Regions from separate parts of the Pan troglodytes genome. Here region 2 is linked to region 1. Evidence: chromatin contacts called from public HiChIP or PLAC-seq data. All regions are on one chromosome and are shown on one strand. Each heading gives the region's core, a stretch centred on a gene start, on an enhancer-like site or on the middle of the called end of the contact. The rest is flanking DNA. Distances are from core to core; before and after follow the strand shown.

Evidence for each region. HiChIP or PLAC-seq counts read pairs in DNA pulled down with a chosen protein or histone mark.
Region 2: an H3K4me3 HiChIP or PLAC-seq map of stem cell-derived excitatory neurons shows a contact between it and region 1, with 4 times the contacts expected there. The contact joins the promoter of INHBE here to the promoter of TSPAN31 in region 1. A contact is called at or near these places in 1 of 7 Hi-C or Micro-C datasets (stem cell-derived neural progenitor cells) and 1 of 1 datasets of contacts at active chromatin or transcription factors (stem cell-derived excitatory neurons).

Annotation. Positions count from the first base shown.
Region 1 is chr10:38,292,908-38,295,677 of NHGRI_mPanTro3-v2.0_pri, forward strand. It overlaps TSPAN31 (tetraspanin 31), which reads right to left and starts at 1,274. Exons shown (of 6, transcript XM_009425033.5): 1 at 1,192-1,274. The region is part of intron 1 of AGAP2 (ArfGAP with GTPase domain, ankyrin repeat and PH domain 2); the gene reads left to right.
Region 2 is chr10:38,575,388-38,578,484 of NHGRI_mPanTro3-v2.0_pri, forward strand. It overlaps INHBE (inhibin subunit beta E), which reads right to left and starts at 1,355. Exons shown (of 2, transcript XM_509161.8): 1 at 195-1,355. The coding sequence starts at 492.

The DNA.
Region 1 (2,770 bases), core at 24-2,523:
ATTAAATGTGGTGGTGTGAGTGGGAAAGGGAGCTGGGTCATGAGAACGGGAACCTTCCAGGTACCTGGGGGAGACAAGAGATCCTGGGGGAAGGGATTTCAGGGCCCCCACTTTCCCACTTCATCTTCCCCAGAATTGGCAGTGACCCTGGGTTTGCTCTGTTTACCGCGGCCCCTGTCCACCCAATAGATCGATTTTCACCCTTATCCCTAAATGCCATACCTCACAATCGCGCTTCCTAACCTTGGTGCGCGAGAGGAGGGGGCTAGGTTGTTGGAGGAGGTGAGTCCAAGTCCCAGGAAATCCAGCCCAGGATTTGGGAGAGAAATCCAGCCCTGGATTTTGCACCGCCCTCGCAGACATCGGTGCTGGTGGAGAAAAGGTGGGGGGGAGATAGGGTGGGGGGGCCTGGGGGCCGCCTCCTCCTCAATGTGAGGGGAGCGCCCGGACACAGCGCGCATCCGGACCAAGCCGAGCCCAGGCGAGGCCCCCGGACTCTTCGCCCGGATCTCACGCCCCTCCCCTCCCAGACCCCAGACCCGTGGGTTCCCACCCACCTCCCGTTCCCTCTTTCCTCCCCCGCCGCCTCCTGTATCTCCATCCCCAGCATCCTCCCCGCGCCCCTGCGAATCCCCCGCACGGCCAGCCCCACTAGCTTCCCACCCTCCTCTAGACCCTCTTTCCGACCGCATCCGCGGCTCCTGTCCCTTGAGTCCCAATTCCCCGCCCCTGCCTCCCCCGCACAGGTTCGTTTCCCCTAGCCTCCGCTCCCCTTTTCTGCTCCCTTTTCCTCTCTCTCCCCCATTTGCCCCCACTACTGTCCTCCCCTCCCTCCCCCACCCATCTCAGCGCCCCCACCCAGGCCGGGGTGGACGGTCCGGCGCGCCTCCCTGGAGCAGCACCAAGGTCCCGGGGCTCCAAGAGGGTGGGGGCGCAGGGCGGGGAGCATGGGGAGGGGGCGCCCCATGTGATGGGAGGGGGGCGCAAGCGGAGGCGGCGGAGGCGGCGGCGACAGCGGAGCCGGGCCGGGGGCTCAGCGGGGTCCGGGGGCTGGGGGCAGCGAGCAGGGCGGCCCCATGGCCGGGCCCCCCTGAGGCAGTCCGGGGGAGTCCCCTCCCCTCCCCAGCTCGGGGGTCTCCGGGCCCCATGAGCCGGGGCGCGGGCGCGCTTCAGCGCCGGACAACGACCTACCTCATCTCGCTGACCCTGGTTAAGCTCGAGTCGGTGCCTCCGCCGCCGCCTTCTCCGTCTGCGGCCGCGGCCGGCGCCGCCGGTGCCAGAGGCTCCGAGACTGGGGATCCTGGCAGCCCCCGAGGCGCGGAGGAGCCGGGCAAGAAGCGGCACGAACGTCTCTTCCACCGGCAGGATGCGCTGTGGATCAGCACGAGCAGCGCGGGCACCGGGGGCGCGGAGCCCCCAGCCCTGTCCCCGGCTCCGGCCAGTCCGGCCCGCCCAGTCTCCCCCGCTCCCGGCCGCCGCCTCTCCCTCTGGGCCGTCCCTCCGGGACCCCCGCTCTCCGGGGGACTGAGCCCCGACCCCAAGCCTGGGGGCGCCCCCACCTCCTCCCGGCGCCCCCTACTCAGCAGCCCGAGCTGGGGCGGCCCGGAGCCCGAAGGCCGGGCGGGCGGCGGCATCCCTGGCTCATCCTCTCCGCACCCTGGCACTGGCAGCCGGAGGCTCAAGGTGGCGCCTCCTCCGCCGGCTCCCAAGCCTTGCAAGACCGTGACCACGAGTGGAGCCAAAGCCGGCGGGGGCAAGGGCGCGGGTAGCCGCCTGTCATGGCCCGAAAGCGAGGGCAAGCCCAGGGTCAAGGGGTCAAAGAGCAGCGCTGGGACTGGAGCTTCGGTCTCTGCCGCCGCCACCGCTGCCGCCGCCGGGGGAGGGGGCGCTACAGCTTCGACCTCTGGTGGGGTCGGGGCTGGGGCTGGAGCCCGAGGGAAGTTGTCCCCTCGGAAAGGCAAGAGTAAGACCTTGGACAACAGTGACTTGCATCCGGGACCGCCTGCCGGCTCTCCTCCTCCGCTAACCCTCCCACCAACTCCGAGTCCAGCCACTGCTGTCACCGCTGCTTCCGCGCAGCCCCCCGGGCCTGCACCTCCAATCACTCTGGAGCCTCCAGCTCCGGGGCTGAAACGGGGCCGGGAGGGGGGCCGAGCATCCACTCGTGACCGCAAGATGCTCAAGTTTATCAGCGGCATCTTCACCAAGAGCACAGGAGGGCCTCCTGGCTCCGGGCCCCTTCCCGGACCCCCCAGCCTGTCTTCTGGCAGCGGGTCCAGGGAGCTGCTGGGCGCCGAGCTCCGCGCTTCCCCTAGTGAGTTGAGTCAGGGCTTGAGAACAGGGAGGGAAGGGTACCTGGAATGCTCAGCTTGGGGTGGAGGAGCGAGGTCCAGGAAACTAGGGAAGCTTTTCTCTGGGGTGGGCGGATGAACCAAGCTCACTCCTCTGCCAAGGATTGGGGCAAAGAATAGGAGTCCTGAAGCGGAGCGAGTAGCTGCATTGTGCGACAGGAGAAAGGACTTGATTTCAGAGGGACTCAGCCTCAGAGCTTTCTGGGAAAATAATGTCCTTGATCAGAGTGACTAGAAAATTGCTCCCAGAGAAGCCCAGGACCCCACTTCCAGCCTCAGCTGAACTCTGGGAGCATGGAAACGGGGCTTTGCCGTGTTTAGAGCGACGTTGAAGGTGAAGGGGATGAGGAAGCCTCAGTTTCCCCTGAGCACTTGGGGCAGGTGGCATGACAGTGACCTTGCAGGCAGCTTCTCGCCAG
Region 2 (3,097 bases), core at 105-2,604, 280 kb after region 1:
CAAGCCCTGCCCACTGCTCTCCCTCGAACCTACCTCTAAAAAAGTAGAGACTGTTTTGTGTCCTCTGCAACCAGTCCCTGCCCCAGCTCCTCCTTCTCCTGCCACACCCCACTCCCTCTGCTGCTCCTGCCAGGCTCCCCTTCTGCCTCCCTTTCCCTGTCTGCTCTTTGCCTGTTGCTCTCTCCCTCACCCACCTGTGACAGTAGCAAAGCTGATGACCTCCTCCCCATTCCCTGGAGCCACACTCCCTGGCTGTAGTCTCCGGAGGGCTCTGGTCAGCGCTGCCTGGGGTGGAGGATGAGTTATTCTGGGACGACTGGTCAGGTGCAACCCATCCAGGATTTGCTGCTTGGCTAGCTCCAGCACCAGAGCTCGTTCTGCTTGGGGTGCCAGTTTGGAGCCCCCACAGGAGGGACACACAGACCCTGTCCCCTGTGCTCGCACCAGTGCCCACAGCAGCACCAGCCAGAGCTGGACATCAGGGAGCCGCATGCTCCTGGTGAATGGCCCTGGTTCAGGAGCCTCGGACGGCAGTTGCTCCGTCTGTTGAGTCTGATTGCTGGGGGCCAATGAGGGCGCAGTGACAGCAGACACCACTGCCACACCTACCCTTGGCCAAGGGTACAGCCACCTGTCTTCTATTGTCTGGGACTCAGGAAGGCTGAAAGTAGATCATCTGATGGATAGCTGTGCTTGACCCTCACAGCTCATGTCTGGCTACTGACCTGGGGCCTCTTTAGAGCCAGCTGCCTGGGGCTTCCAAACCTAGTGGTCAGCCAGCCGACCTACCCTCTGAGTCCCAGGATTGGCCAGCTGTGCTGCCCATCAGGCCCCTGCAGGGGGTGGAGGTCCTCCTCCCCACCAGCTCAGGTTTCACCATCTGGCCATGGTGACTGGGCCTGAAGTAGGGGTATGGGGGTGGGGGGATGCAATGTGGACACGCATGATGCAAGAAAGAGGATGATTTCACATGCTCAGTCCCCAAGGTCTGGGACTTGGGGGAGGGAACGCCTTATGAGCCAGGTGGGGAAGGGCAATTTTCCCTCATACCTCTAGTCTTTCTAGCTTCACCACTGCTGCAGCAGTTTCCATGAGGCAGCTGTGAGTTCCAGTGGGTATTTCTCTGGGGCCCTTAGGCCAGAAGGAAAATTCTGGTCTCTTTATTTCTAGCATTGGGGCTAGGACAGGGATGAGGGTTTGGGCAGGTAGGAGAATGGAGCCCTCTTGCTCAGGCCCAGGTGGCAGTGCCACGAGGCACAGAAGTCACCCCCTGACCCTGCCTGTGCTGGCCGCCCAGAGTCCAGTTGGCCTGGAGCATGATGTGGAGCATGATGTGGAGGAGGGCCAGAGCCGGCGGGGGTTGGGGCAGGGAACGTGTTCCTGTGATGTCTGGGGAAGCCCAGAGAGGTGGTGGTGGTGGTGATGCAATCTTACACAGGGCAGAGTCCATCAGGACTGTCAGGGGGCATGACACTTGGGAGGGCCTATACCCAGCTGCCACTTCTCTTTCAAGGGACTGTGAGAGTTGCCTAAATTTGGGGCATCCTAGAAGTAGTGCCAGGCCTCCTTTTTTTCTTAAATTTTTAAAATTTAAATTTTATTTTATTTTACTGAGGTAAGGTCTCAATCTGTTGTTCAGGCTGGAGTGTAGTGGCACAATCATAGCTCACTGCAGCCTTGAATTCCTGGGCTCAGACAATCCTTCTGCCTCAGCCTCCTTAGTAGTTGGGACTACAGGTGCGCACCACCACACCTGGCTAATTTTTAAATTTCCCACAGAGACAGGGTCTCGCTATGTTGCCCAGGCTGGTCTTGAACTCCTGGGCTCAAGCAATCCACTTGCCTCAGCCTCCTAAAGTGCTGAGGTTACAGGCGTGAGCCACCGCACCACCCTTCAGGCCTGTTAATGGGGGTAGAAAATGGGAGCTCTAAGAGCTTTTGACAACAAAGCAAGGCAAATACAGCAGTCTTGGTTCCCAGTCTCAGCCCTCCTGACCACATTTTCTCACTGTCTTTATTTTATTTTATTTTATTTTATTTTATTTTATTTTTTGAGGCTGAGTCTCGCTCTGTCGCCCAGGCTGGAGTGCAGTGGCACAATCTCGGCTCACTGCAAGCTCCACCTCCCGGGTTCACACCATTCTTCTGCCTCAGCCTCCCGAGTCGCTGGGACTACAGGTGCCCGCCACCACGCCCGGCTAGTTTTTTGTATTTTTAGTAGAGACGGGGTTTCACTGTGTTAGCCAGGATGGTCTCCATCTCCCGACCTCATGATCTGCCCGCCTCGGCCTCCCAAAGTGCTGGGATTACAGGCATGAGCCACCGCACCTGACCTATTTTTTATTTTATTTTTTATGTTTTTGAGACAGGGTCTCACTCTGTCATCCAGGCTGGAGTGTGGTGGCCTGATCACAGCTCACTGCAGCCTCGACCTCCTGGGTTAAGAGACTCTTCCACCTCAGCTTCCAGAGTAGCTAAGTCTACAGGTCCGTGCCACCACACCAACCACACCACACCACACCACACAGGCTAATTTATTTTTTATTCTTTTGTAGAGACAGGGTCTTGCTGTGTTGCCCAGGGTGGTCTCAAGCTCCTGGGCTCAAGCGATCCTCTCACCTCAGCCTCCCAAGGCGCTAGGATTATAGACATGAGCCACCACACCCAGTCCTCACTGGCTTTAAATGGGGGAGGACCCAGACCCCTCCACCTTGAATTCATGAAGGTGGGCCTCATGCTAGCTTTTCTCCTTATGCCCCAATTTCTCCAAGAAGCTTGATGGGGAGAAAGCTGTGGGGGAAGTGGGTGTGATTTGGAAATGTGTCTTTACTCCACTTTGCTCATCTCCCCTCTGTTTAGATGATGGGGGCTGTCAAGAGAGACTATTAGATCTAGGCGACAGGGTTCCTAATTGGAAGGCTGGACCTCAGTACCACCAGTGTCCACCATGTGGCAGTGCCGCGCCTCTGGACAGCAGCTGGCTTGTAGCTGGCTGGAGCTTCCCAGGGACAGGGAAGGGGCAGCTCTGGGGAATGGAGTGATGAGGAGTGCCCCTCGACCTCTCACTCTGGGGACCCTGCCTCCCCCACAAGAGACA